Linked DNA regions of Sus scrofa: region 1 is linked to region 2. The links are chromatin contacts, called in public promoter capture Hi-C maps. All regions are on one chromosome and are shown on one strand. The core of a region is the stretch at or near the end of the contact, and the rest is flanking DNA. Distances in the headings are between cores, read along the strand shown. Region 1 holds the start of UBE2M (NEDD8-conjugating enzyme Ubc12). Region 2 holds the start of ZNF444 (zinc finger protein 444).

What was found. Promoter capture Hi-C pulls out the DNA fragments that hold promoters and counts their contacts.
Region 1: a contact with region 2 is called in a promoter capture Hi-C map of liver, with 5 times the contacts expected there. The contact joins the promoter of UBE2M here to the promoter of ZNF444 in region 2. A contact is called at or near these places in 1 of 5 promoter capture datasets (liver) and 1 of 47 Hi-C or Micro-C datasets (heart right ventricle).

Annotation. Positions count from the first base shown.
Region 1 is chr6:63,103,941-63,110,468 of Sscrofa11.1, reverse strand. It overlaps UBE2M (NEDD8-conjugating enzyme Ubc12), which reads left to right and starts at 1,854. Exons shown (of 6, transcript XM_021097419.1): 1 at 1,854-2,398; 2 at 3,521-3,615; 3 at 3,724-3,762; 4 at 3,875-3,978; 5 at 4,272-4,335; 6 at 4,420-4,937. The coding sequence starts at 2,290. The coding sequence ends at 4,560. It overlaps CHMP2A (charged multivesicular body protein 2a), which reads left to right and starts at 5,437. Exons shown (of 6, transcript XM_021097415.1): 1 at 5,437-5,704; 2 at 6,421-6,528. The coding sequence starts at 6,460.
Region 2 is chr6:60,456,407-60,463,555 of Sscrofa11.1, reverse strand. ZNF444 (zinc finger protein 444) reads right to left here and starts at 5,549. Exons shown (of 4, transcript XM_021095118.1): 1 at 5,438-5,549. LOC102159166 (a long non-coding RNA gene) reads left to right here and starts at 3,426. Exons shown (of 3, transcript XR_002344832.1): 1 at 3,426-4,463; 2 at 4,827-4,902; 3 at 5,457-5,541.

The DNA of each region.
Region 1 (6,528 bases), core at 605-3,104, 2.7 Mb before region 2:
GTCCCTCTGCCACAAGGGCGACAAGGAACATACAGCTTAGCTCCATCACTTCCAACCCAGTGCCCCGCCACAGTTAGGCCATCCCCTCCTCCCTGGTCCAGACACCACAGTCCCCTTTGCCCAGCATTTTGCTCCATGGTTAAGTCTTAGCTACTGTTTGGTGGGAAGCCACAAGACCAAGATCATAGCTTTGACTAGTCCAGTGTCACCTCTCCAGGGAACCAATACCCCATCACCAGATGGGACCTGAGCTGAAGGGCCCCAGCAACTGGCCTGACTAGTGGACACATGAAGTAACCTGGACAATTGAAACTACGCCGAGACTTGGTAAACCGCGAGACAGTCATCAACCCTCATGTCCTGTACAAAAACAATCAGTTAAGAGCACAGTGGATGAAAAGAACGGAGGAAGGGATAGAGGAGGATGGAAACTGAGTCCAGAGGGGGCCTCCGGGTCCCAGGGCCAGCCATGTCCGAAGCCTGAAGCTAGGATGATTGCAAGCTTGTCAACCCCCCAAAACCTGAGCTGTTTGAGGCTTCTGGTCCCTCGTCCTCACCCTGGCGCCTCTCCAACACTCAGCTCTCAAGGGAGTCAACCATACTGGGACTGTGAGGCTAGGGCTAGAAAGCTGAAAGAAGCTTCTGGGATGGTGGAAGGCGAATGGAAGGACCGAAAGGGAAAGCGGCTGCGCAGACAACACTGGGATCCAGTCCACGGAGCCCAAGAACGCCGAGGGTGCCTGGGCAGGGCCTCCGAGGAGGCTGGGCCCGGGATGGAGGCCAGACCAAGACCCAAAGGGATGGAAGCGACTTCCTGGGGTGAGGACGGAGCCCGATCGCCCGGCAAGAGGCCAAGGATCGTGCCTGCCGGCCCCCAGCGCCGCGCCGGGACTACTTCCCACAAAATGCCTCGGTAATGGCGGCACGTGGCCGCAGTGACGGAATGGAACAGGCGACGGGAGCCGCATTCGGACGTGAGAAGGCTGAAGCGCAGAGCCCCGGCCGGCCCACGAGCCGGGTCGCCCGCCCGGACCAGCCCTTTCTACGGCGCTCACAGCCTGACAGCACCCGTGGTAACATCCGGAAGTCGGTGAATCCTTCGGCGCTTCCTCCCGCCCCGCCCACCGAGGCACGTTGAACTGTGATTGGAGGGGAGGCTAGCCCCGCCCACAGCACGCACACCTCGAAAGGGCGTAGGGCGCCTCTGCCAAACAGGGGACACGCGCTGGGAGGCCGTGCCCCATGTTCCGTCTCCCGTGTAAATTTTCGCAGTGCTTGCTATTCTCTGCCACAGTACATGTTTTATTCGTTAGTTTACCTAAACCGGAGTCTCTGCGAGCGGGTTCTTCGGTTTGCAAGGGGACACGGAAGGTGCTGGACCCTGCACCCTCTAGGCCTTGCTCAGGCTCTGGCCCTGACCCTGCCTCAGCCTATGACCCGCAGGGGCAAGCACCTTGTTTGACCCACCTTCGCTGCCGTCCGCACGACTGCAGATGGGAATGGCTGGACCACAAATGAAGCGGCCCGCATCTGCCCCACTTAAAGACGGCCGCAGCACCGCCCCCTCCCTGGCTCCGCGGGCGTCCCCGGAAGTGACCACGGGACGGTCTGCACGGACGGAAATGCCCGAGCCTAGCCGAAGCAGCCCGATCCCCAGTCCCACCGAGAGGCAAGGCAGAGGGGCGGCGGCGGCGACGGCTGCTGCGCAGGCGCACAGAGCAGTTCGGGCGGGAAGAGCCGAGGCGGGCAGGCGGCGGAAATATCCGAAGCGGTGGGGCGCCCGAGGCCGTTGCAGACCTCCGCGCCGAAGCCGCCGCTGCCGCGGAAGCCGACACTCCTTCCGTACGCGGCCGCCTCCCCCGAGGCCCTCGCCTCCCCCCTTCCACCTCTAGCCGCAGACGCCCCTCGCGCAGGGAGCGAGGGAGCGCGCCAGCGGCGTAGCCAGAGAAGCCGGCGTCCCCGCAGCAGCTGGCCCTCAGGACACCGAAGTGGGCGAAGGGGAGGAGGGAGCGGCGGGTGGGGCGGGGCCGAGCGGGCCCGAGGACAGCCGAGCGGGCCCGAGCGCTGCCGAGCGAGCCCGAGGCGCCGGGCCAGGCCGGAGCCGACTACGGGAGCCGACGCGGGCCGCGCGGTGGGCGCGGAGCGGCGCGGCAGGCCGGGCGGGTGGCGGCAGCAGCCAAGAAGGCCGCGGCGGCGGGTCCGAGTGGCGGAGGCGGCGCGGGCGGCGGCGGGGGGCCGGGTGGCCGGGGTCCCGGGCCCCGCAGCGGCGGCAGCGGCGGCGGCGGCAGGATGATCAAGCTGTTCTCGCTGAAGCAGCAGAAGAAGGAGGAGGAGTCGGCGGGCGGCACCAAGGGCAGCAGCAAGAAGGCGTCGGCGGCGCAGTTGCGGATCCAGAAGGGTAGGAGGTCGGGGGATGAGGGTGGAGGTCGGAGGTCAGAGCCTGGGTGAGGGTGATGTGGTCGCCAGGGGGGTCAGAGATGTCGGAAATGGGGTTGCGGATGTGGGGATTGGAGATCGGGGCCCTGGGGGTGGGGGTTGGGGGTAATACAGTCATTGGAGGGGTCAGAGATGGGAGGCCTAGGATGGGGCGTTTAGGGAATTCCGAATGCCAGGCGTTTGATACTAGGAACCGGGAATCTGAGGGTCACGCAGTGGAGGGGGAGGACCAGGGATTCGAGAGTCTGGGGATCAGACGGGAACCTGGATGACAGGCAGAGGAGATACAGATAGCGGGGGCCGGGATTGAGGAATGGAGTGAGAGACAGTGTTTTATGCTGGAGCCATTAGGAATCAAGAGTCAGACGTGGTGAAGTAGGTTAGAGTCCTGGCATTCCTGGGTCAGGGGGCAGTCACATGGCAGTTTGGCTTTGGGGTGACACGAGGAGGAGAGGGATAGTGTGTGCCAGAGATTAGAGAAAGAGAAAGGTTGAGTTTAAACGATCACGCTGGAGATGCAGGTAATCTTATAGTCAGAGTGGTGTGGGTAGGAGGGCTGGGGACCCATAGATCTGAGGGTCAGGTGGGTACTTGGGTTTGGGATGACAAGCAGAGATGTAGATGAACGGTGGGGCTGGGGATTGGTGGAGGGAGTGATTTAGGGGGTGGGGAGGAATAAGTTCCTTGAGTGGGGACTCCTTTAGAAAGTGGAGGTTATGGCCAGGGATCCTGGGTGTGGGGTAGTCAGGGGCTTGATGGGGCATTTGGGAGTTGGGTTGGAGGGACCCAGGTGCTGGGACCTGGGACTTAGGGCTGTGGATTCAGAAACACTGGAGCTTACCCTAGGCAAGAAGCTCAGGTACAGCCACGATTAAACATGCAAGTTTGCAGTGTGTTCTGTAGATCCACAAGACCCTACCTGGGGATTGGGGAGCAGAAAGAGCAGGGAGGGGGTTGGGGATGTGGCCCACCGCCCAGGAGAGGCCCCTTCGAGCCCTGGCGGAGGCGGTGGGAGCTCTGCTGACGCCAGCCCCTTTTCTGAGCACCTTCCTTTCTATTTCCTTTCTCTGCTGTGTAAACCCAGACATAAACGAGCTGAATCTGCCCAAGACGTGTGACATCAGTTTTTCAGATCCAGACGACCTCCTCAACTTCAAGCTGGTTATCTGTCCTGATGAGGTGAGGGCACCCTTCACTGCGTTTCCTCAGGTGGGAATACCTGGTTCACCTGCCAGGCCCTGCAGGATGGGGTGATGGGGTCCTACTTCCTCTTCTCTTCCCTCACAGGGCTTCTACAAGAGCGGGAAGTTTGTGTTCAGTTTTAAGGTGAGTCCCAGGTGGACAGGGGTGGCTCCTTGGGCTGAGAAGGCAGCAGCGGAGGCTCCAGCCAGACACTGCTGGGGCATTATCCACCTCCCCTCTCTCTTCCTGGAGCCAGGTGGGCCAGGGTTACCCGCATGACCCCCCCAAGGTGAAGTGTGAGACGATGGTTTATCACCCCAACATTGACCTCGAGGGCAACGTCTGCCTCAACATCCTCAGGTGAGGGCACTAGCCCTCCGCTGCTCTCCAGCCCTGCCCGCCAGGCCCCCTTCATGGCCTTGCACTGCACCTGTCTCTGCCCCTTCACTCCCCCTTGTGGTCTCTGTCCCTGTCTCTTCATCTCCTCCTCATGGCTTGACCTTGGCTTTCTCCCTGGCCTGTCCTCTGCACCCTCCCACTAGCTTCTCACATTCACACTGTCCCATGCCCTGGGCTTGACCTGTCCAGTCCCAGCAGGGTCTGTGGCAGCTGCCCACTCACCAGCCCTTGACCATGATGCTGTCTGCCCACAGAGAGGACTGGAAGCCAGTCCTTACGATAAACTCCATAATTTATGGCCTGCAGTATCTCTTCTTGGTGAGTAGAGTTGGGGGCTGGGGCTGGGGAAGGTTGGCCCTCTGCTCCTTGGGCTTGTTGACCCCCCACCGCTGCTGGCCACAGGAGCCCAACCCTGAAGACCCACTGAACAAGGAGGCCGCCGAGGTCCTGCAGAACAACCGGAGGCTGTTTGAGCAGAACGTGCAGCGCTCCATGCGGGGTGGCTATATCGGCTCCACCTACTTCGAGCGCTGCCTGAAATAGGGTTGGCGCCTACCCACCCCTGCCGGGGTCACTAGCCCGGGCATCCCCTGCAGATATTTATTGGGGGCCACAGGTGGGGGGGGCATGGGAGAGCCGGTGGGGGAATCCCATGCCCTGGCCTGCCACCCCTCCCTGCCACCCGCTCCTAGTTTGTTTTTTTTTAAACCACCATGTGATTAAGGTCGGCACTGCCTCCCCCGACCAGCTCAGCGATGGGAAATGAATTGGCTTGTCTAGCCCCCTGCTGGGTGCTGTCCAGCCCCACTATACTGGGCTCTGGGGTGGGTAGCCAAGGGGACTGGATGGCCGGGAACCCGGCACCCCACCCCTCCACCACTGGAGGTCCCACCAGGCTATTAAAGGGGAATGTTACTGCATGGCCTCTGCCTCTTCCTTTTGTGGGCTGGGAGGGTCAGGTGATACCACCAGGGCTTCTGCAGCAAGAATGGTGGGAGTTGTGGTCACAGGTGACATTGGAGCACCTCAGCAGGTTGCCCTGTATGCGAGGCAGCCCTGGGAGTGGTGGGGGGACCGAGACCCCCGCCTCCGGCTGAGTAGGATAAATCCCACTCGGGGATAAGAGAGGGTCAGAATCTAGTAAGCCAGCAGAGGGGAAAGTCCGCACCTCTGTTAAGTCCTGCCGTGCCGTGGGTGGGCCGGGCCGGTGGAGGAGAACCCCGCCTGGCGTTGCAGGTGCCTGAGTTTCAGAAACAGAATTCGGGGTCCCTCAGATGAGCTGGGCCCTATGATGACAGGGTGGGATGCAAGACTTCCGGGTCGCTGGGCGGAAGGCGCCCGAAGGTGCACCAACCCCGCGGGGACCAGGACTCCGACCGTGGCTCGGCTCCCTCAAGCCAGATTTGAACCTGAGACTCCTGACCTGCTGCGGAGACGCGGAAGGTGGTGCGCATGCGCCGGGAGGGGGGGCGGCGGCGGCCGTTCCCCAGTACGTGCGCACGCGCGCTGTTGTCCCCTCCCAGCATTCCGGGTGCCGGCGGAGCGTGTGACGTCAAGTGGTTTAATCCGGAAACGGCGGCGACGGCAGAGGCGACAGAACCAAGGGGCTGTGGTTGGTGGGCGCTCCAGGGAGCCGAGCCAGAGGAGCGTGACCCGGAAGTGGAAGCGAACCCCCGTCCCAGCTCCGGTGAGTGGCCCCGCCGGGGCTCCGGTGCTGGGTGGGCGCGTGGGCGGCGGCGTACGAGGGCGCCTTGGCCGAGGTGTGGAGAGCCTCGCCCCTCCCCGGGCCCCTGCCCCATCCCTGGGTCGCCTGTGCCCTCCTGCCTTCGGTCCTCCCGACCCCCCCCACTTTTTTGAGCGAACAGGGCACCCCCACACCCAGTTTCTCATCCTCTGTGTGGGAGTCCCCGGCGTCCCCCAGCTGTGTTCTCCACACCAGGAGTCCCTGGGCACTCAGAACCCCTGTCCCAACTCCATCCTGACGCCGTCAGCTTCCCTCGCGGCCTCCACCTCTTCTGCCCGCTCCCGTCGGCGGCTGTCTCCTGTCCAGTCCCTGAGCCCCGCGACCCAGTGGCCCCCTCGCCACCCCACCCCCTGTGCGTTCTCATTCTATCATCTCCAGTCTCAGTCCATCGGACACTCCAGAACCTCATCCCAGGGTCTGGAGGAGACAAGTCTTGCGCCTCCCTGGGGGCACTGTGATGGAGGGGCTGCGGTAGGCACATTGTGGTGACCTAACCCAAGTCCCTGCGGCTCCTCCACTCTGCCTTCCAGTCACGCTGTTCACCCTGCTCACTTCTTTCCATTTTGCGTACCCACCCCCCGCCATCTGTCCCCACCCGAACACCATGTGAACCCAGCTCTGCCCCTCGCCCCCTTTCTGGGCCCCACGCCACCTTGCAGCGAGACTTGCCCCAGGCCCACCGGTGGGCTCCTGCGGCCATGGACCTGTTGTTTGGGCGCCGGAAGACGCCAGAGGAGCTGCTGCGCCAGAACCAGCGCGCCCTGAAT
Region 2 (7,149 bases), core at 4,300-6,799:
TTGGGGGCTCGATCCCTGGCCTTGCTCAGTGGGTTAAGGATCCAGCACTGCCGTGAGCTGTGGTGTAGATTGCAGATGCGGCTCGGATCCTGCGTTGCTGTGGCTCTGGCATAGGCTGGCGACTACAGCTCCGATTAGATCCTTAGCCTGGGAACCTCCATATGCCGCAGGTGCAGCCCTAGAAAAGACAAAAAAAAAAAAAAAAAAGTTACCTCCCTAACATGTTAAGAGCTGATTACTGCTATTTTTCAATGCAGTAATATTTTGAAACTTTCTCTACCTTGAGATACATACCAACAGATATAACTTCCATAAACACAAGCATCTTTGTGGGGGGGAAGGGTCCTAAGATAATATTTTCACATATAAAGGGGTCCTGAGTTAAAAACCTATGAGAATCACTGGCCTGCAGCCTGTCTGTTTAAATGAAGTGTTACTGGCACACGGCTATGTGCGTCTGCTGCACATTATCTTCTAGACTGGGGCCCATCCTACCACAGGGCCTTTGCACCTGCTGCCCCTCCCCCCCATCTTGGCTCAGCAGCCTCCTTCTCACCCCCAAGGCCCTGATGCCATCCTTCCTTCCTTGGAGAGCCGCCCCAATCACCCACATACCCTCCCCTGCAGCTACTTTCACGTCGCCCTTATTAATTCTATCTCGGCATTTAACACAAGCGGGTCTTCTATCTGTGTGCTGTCTTCCTTTGCTGGGATTTAGGGTTCATGAGGAGAGACCACTTACACGGAACCTAGCACGCTGGCTGGCACTGAAGGAAAACCAGGTCCTGTGTGACTTGCGCTACCACCCCCATCCTGCAAATGGAAAAGAGCCTCTAGACCAGTCACCCCGCTAGTGAGCGGTAGGTTTGAACTCGTGCCTGTCTGTCGGCCCAGCCTCCCACTTCATCCTTCCATTTAAGGACTGACTAGCCTGGGAGTGGCAGGAAAATGGTCCCAGAAGACCTGGGCCCAGGCAAGTCTCGAAAGACACAGAGAAGCCTGCTCTGCTGGGAGAACCGTCCCTCTAGGACAGGAGTGGAGTCTGACCTGAGTGAGTGAGGCCCCGGGCAGCGAAGGGAAGGGCCCGGTGACCTCCGGGGAGGGCCACAGGCACCCACGAGCCGGCTGACCACAGGGAGCTCCTGAGACCCCCGTCACCTGGCTCAGGGTCTGCCCTGAGAAAGCATGGCCTATCAGAGGTCACCCCAGGCAGCCACTGTGGAAAATGGGTCGGAGGCGCCTCAAAAAATTAAAAACAGAAACACCCTTTGATCCAGCAATTCGACTTCTGGGTATGTATTCAAAAAAATACACGCACCCCACTCCCGCCCTGCTCATAGAAGAATCATTTACAACAGTGAAGATATGGAAGCAAGCTAAATGTCCACTGAGGAATAAATAAAGAAGATGTGAGATATACACAGTGGAATACACACACACACACACACACACACACACACACACACACACACACACACTGGAATATTATTCAGCCATAAAAAAGAATGAAATCGGAGTTCCCATCGCGGCTCAGCAGAAATGAATCTAACTAGTATCCATGAGGTTGCAGGTTCGATCCCTGGCCTAGCTCAGTGGGGTAAGGATCTGGCATTGCCGTGAGATATGGTGTAGGTCGCAGATGCAGCTCAGATCTGGTGTTGCTGGGGCTATGGTGTAGGCCAAGAGCTACAGCTCCGATTTGACCCCTAGCCTGGGAACCTCCATATGCTGTTTGTGTGGCCCTAAACACACACACACACACACACACACACACACACACACACACGAATGAAATCCTGTCATCTGTGAAAGTATGGATGGACCTTGAGGGCATTATGCTAAGTGAAATAAATTAGACAGAAATGTATAATTTCCCTTATATGTGGAATCCATCCCCCCATAAAAAAAGCAAAGTCATAGATACACTGAACAGATTGGTGGTTCCCAGAGGTAGGAGTGGGAGCTGTAGGCAAAATGGGTAAAAAGAGTCAAAACTCACAAACTTCCAGTTATAAAATAAATTCCTGGGGGATGTAGTGGACACCTTGGCAGTCACAGTTAACATTATTGTTGCATATCTGAAAGCTGGTGAGAGAGATGTTAAAAGTTCTTATCACAAGAAAAAAAATTCCAGGAGTTCCTGTTGTGGTGCAGTGGTTAATGAATCCAACTAGGAACCATGAGGTTGCGGGTTCGATCCCCGGCCTTGCTCAGTGGGTTAGGGATCTGGCGTTGCCATGAGCTGTGGTGTGGGTCGCAGACGCAGCTTGGATCCCTCGTTGCTGTGGCTGTGGTGTAGGCCGGCGGCTACAGCTCCAATTAAACCCCTAGCCTGGGAACCTCCATATGCTGCGGGAGCAGCTCAAGAAAAGGCAAAAGGACAAAAAAAAAAAGAAAAAAACTCTGCTATTATGTCTGGTGATAGACGGTAACTAGACTTAGTGTGGTCATCCTTTTTCAGCATATACAAATATTAAGTCATTTGTACACTTGAAACTAACATGGGAGTTCCTGTTGTGGCGCCGCAGAAACAAAATCCCACTAGAATCCATGAGGATGTGGGTTCAATCCCTGTCCTCGCTCAGTGGGTCGGGGATCTGGCATTGTCATGAGCTATGCTGTAGGCGGCAGAGGTGGCTCGGATCTTGCATTGCTGTGGCAGTGACGTAGGCCAGCAGCTATAGCTTCAATTTGACCCCTAGCTTGGGAGCTTCCACAGGCCGCAGGTGTGGCCCCTACAAAGCAAAAAAAAAAAAAGGAAAAGAAAAAAGAAACTAATACAATGTTATATGCCTATTCTAGCTCAATGAAAAAAAGTAAACTCAACAAAATACATTCAATAAAGGTCACTCTGGAGTTCCTGTCGTGGCTCAGTGGAAAGAAACACATCTGACTCGTATCCATGAGGACACAGGTTCGATCCTGCCCTCGTTTGGTGAGTTAAGGATCTGGTGTTGCTGTGGCTGTGGTGTAGGCCAGTAGTTACAGCTCCAATTCTACCCCCAGCCTGAAAACCTCCATATACTGTGGGTGTGTCACTACAGAGACCAAAAAAAAAAAAAAAAAAGAAGTCCCTCTGCTGTGAAAACCCATCCCTGTTATCCACTGAGGGTCAAGTGCCTCCGGTAGCTGTTACAGTGCCCTGTGTTGTCTCCATCAAAGTACCTGTAACACAACTGTCTATGCCCACCCAGCTGGACCGGGGACCCCGGATGCCTCGGATCACCACCAAGAGGCCTGCATCTTACACTGTCCCACCCATCCCTCCCAAGAGCCCTGCTGCAAAGAAGAGAAATGGGCAGAGAATGGCAGAGGCAGGATTTGAACCTGGAACTGTCTGACTCCAGGGCTCACGGTGCTGCAACTACTTAATGGCTAAAAGACAGGCCCCTGACCGGCTGTATAGCACCGAGAAATCTCTCAGTATTTCTGTGTGGCAATGGCTCTGTGTGTGTGTGTGTAAATGAGTCACTTTGCTGTCAGTGGAAATTAACACAACACTGTAAACCAACTCTACTTCAATACAATTTAAAAAGAGAGAGACCAGGCTCTGACTCCCACTTTCAATCCTACCCCCCTTTTTTTTTTCCTTTCATGGCTACACTCACAGAATATGGAAGTTTCCAGGCCAGGGCCTGAATCCAAGCCGCAGCTTTCACAACTGGGAAATGCCAGATCCTTAACCCGCTGAGCCAGGCCGGGGGTCACACTTCCCAAGTGACCTGACCCGCTGCAGTCGGATTTTTCTTCTTTTTTTTCATTTTTGGCTGCCCTGCAGCATGTGGAAGTTTCCAGGTTAGGATCAGCTTTGAACCACAGATGTGACCTATCCTAAGCTGCAGCAACACCGGATCCTTTAACCCACTGTGCCTGGCCAGGGATGGAACCTGTGTCTGGCAGAGGCACCACCAATCCCATTGCGCCACAGCAGGCGCCCCTGGACGATGCCATCTCTCCATGGTGCGACCTTGGACTTGTGACTGGCCTTCCCTGGGCTTCCTTCGCCACCTGCAGTATAGGTCTAACAGTAGCTTTCCCAACAGGGATGCCAGGAGGATGAATCAGAAGGAAGCATTCAATGAAGACCTGCCTGTCTCCCCTGGGTTTCCTACCCTTACACTAGTGTTATGTGGGGCTGGATAACTGCGTTGTAAGAGCCATCCTACAATGTTTGGCAGCATCGCTGGCCTCTTAGCAACAGATGCCAGCAGTATCTCCGCAACTGTGACTCCAGACAGCGCTACAAGTCCCCTTGGGGATGGGGGGGTGGCACAGTCGCCCCTGGTTGAGAGCCACCGGCCCAATGGACAAATATTTACTCAGGGCAAAGGGCTCTGGAGCAAATCCCAGTTCTGCCACCTCCCAGCTCTTCGTCCTTGAACAAGGTACGACGCCTTTCACACAGAGTTGCCCTGCCCGGGGTGTAAAATGGGAAGAGGAGTCCTACTAACCCAAGAGTCGCGGTAAGAATTCAAGATGTGGGGAAAACAAAGATGCTGAGAACAACACTCGGCTGTGCTAACCAAGCCCCCAACCGGAGCGAACCTTTCCTGTTACTGTTACTTTGTGAGGTGCTGGGGATACCGCCATAAACAAAAACACCTGCATTACACCGAAGTTCGAGCTGGAATAAGGGTTAAACCAGGAAATAAAACTGGGTGACTGGGGCTGACAGGGAGGAGGGCAGCTTCAGATGATAACAAGAGCAAACACAGCCTTGAAGAGCTGCACGCCCACGAACCTAATCCCTTGCAACAAGCTAGGCGGGGGGGGGGGGGGGGGGAGCTCCATCGAGACAGAAACAAGGCAATTCGTCTCATCCGCAGGAATCTCACAACTCCATGAAAGTGCGACCGAACTTGTACGGACACGCACGAGGGGAGCCACCTGCACCCCGCCCGCGTGAGGACCACCCCCCCCGCCCCGCCCCGCCCCGAGCCCCTTTCCGCAAACCTCTCTGACCGGCTTGGTCCTGCGCCCCCAGACTCCATCGCAGGGCCCAGCCCACCCCCCTCGGCCCTCCCCCGCCCCCTCCCTCAGTTTCCAACTCTCCCCGGCGTTCTCCGCCTCCGGGGCCCACACCCCCTCCTCCTTCCGGGCCCTCCCCCTCCCGTCCGCGCTTCCCTCCCCCTCCCCCTTCATCCCGGCCCCCTTCTTATTCCCTCCCGCCAACTCTCCCGTCCCTCCCTCCTCCGGACCCCTTCTCCCCAAAGCTCGCCCAACTGCCCCCCTCCGATCCCTCCCTCCTTTCCTCCCTCGCTCACCTTACTCTCCCGGGCGAGGCCCCCCAAACCCCCTCGCCTCCTCGCACATGCGCACAGAGCTCATCAGAACTCCATGCCCCGGCAGGCTTTGCGCCAAACTCATCCGTCCCCCTCCCCTCAACACTCCCAGAGACCCAGGGATCTGTTCCCCTCAACGGCCCCGCCGGCCTCACCTAGAACTACATCTCCCAGGAAGGATCGCAACAACGGTGGCTTTCTATTGGCTCTCGCCGTGGCGACCCACTCACGCCCATCTCCGAATGGCTCCACAAGCACCAGAACTACATTTCCCAAGATGCACCGAAGCCCTCCCAGCGACCTATTGGCCCTCGCAAACATGGCCTCTCTTACCGCTCCAGGGTTTTTTGGACTACATTACCCAGAACGCACTGGGGCCTTCCCATTGGCCGGGGCCTTCCCATTGGCCGGGGCCTGGGCCCCAGGCATGCGCAAACGTGCCAGGATGAGCAGCCGGTGGGCGGAGAGGGGGAGGAGCTGTGGCGGCGTTTCCATGGAGACCGAAGGAGGCGCGGAGCGGCAGGCCCTCGGGAAATGAGGGCCCCCAGGCCCGAGGAGCGGGAGGGCGAGGAGGAGGGGCCCAGGCCAGAGTTCTGCACCAATCTGGGCCTACAGGGTGCGTCTCCTTGACAACGGGTCAGGTTTCACCCCTCCCCCATCCGGGCAGAACAAGTGAGTGAGGTGGGAGAAAGAAGCCGGATCGCGGTGTGAGGCTGCAGCCGGCTGGAGGGGAGTGTGTGGTTCGAGGGCGGACCCAGGCACCTTGCTCATCCCTTGGGAGAATGGCAGGCGGTTTCTGGCCTCCGTTTCCCCCGTGTGAGTCGGAAGGGTGCTGCCTGCACGTCCCCGACGCACCCTCGTAGGTCAGGGTCTCAATCTGCACGTCCCAGCAAGGGCAGGAACTCAGAAAAGATGAGTTACAGTTCGATGCACAGACAGTTCCAGGCCTGAGGACAACAGGAGCCGCTTGGACCTAAGGCTGTGATTGCCTCCTCCCCACCTCGTCTCCTCGGGGCAGGGTGAGAAGGAGACTCCCCCGCCCCCACCTTCTGGACTGATGTGCAGACAGGGTGTGACGGTGGCTGGCACATCACAAGCATTCATTAGCTGGACAAGAACTTTTCCCCTGGTTTCACAAGTGGTCAGTGGCTGAGTCAGAACCTCCTGTCCGAGACTGGGTGAAAGCCAACCCCCTCATTGTCACCCAACCTACCCTGGCCCACCTCTCTGCCCACCTTGCCTCTCCTGCCCAATGTGTTCCAGCCACACCGGAATCTTTGCTGCTCCAGGAACACGATGTTCTTGTTCCCACTCACATCCGATTGCCCACTTGACGTCTCCACTTGGATTTTTGAACAGGCATCTCAAACCATAAGGTGGGCAGAAGAGAATTTTTGCCCCTCCCCCCAGCAAAGAATCTTGCTTTTCCCCCAGTTTTCTACCATGTTAGATGATAAACCCATCATCCATACAAATGCCCACCCCAAACATGGAAGGGTCGCCTTTGATTTTCTTTTTCCATCACCCTCTTCCAGGGTGGGGATTCATGAGTGAATACATGCAAAGCACTTAGAACACTGCTTGGCAGAGAGTAAGGAGTCGGTCAATAAACATTAGCTCTTTTTTACCTACAGCTGAGTCACTAATAAAAACAAGCCCAAGGAGTTCCCTTCGTGGTTCAGCAGTAACTAACCCACCGGGATCCATGAGGTTGCGAGTTCGATTCCTGACCTAGCTCAGTGGGTTAAGGATCCTGCGTTGCCAGAAGCTGGGGTGTAGGTCGCAGATGCAGCTCAGATCTCGCGTTGTTGTGGCCGTGGTTTAGGCCAGCGGCTACAGCTTCTATTCGACCCCTAGCCTAAGAACC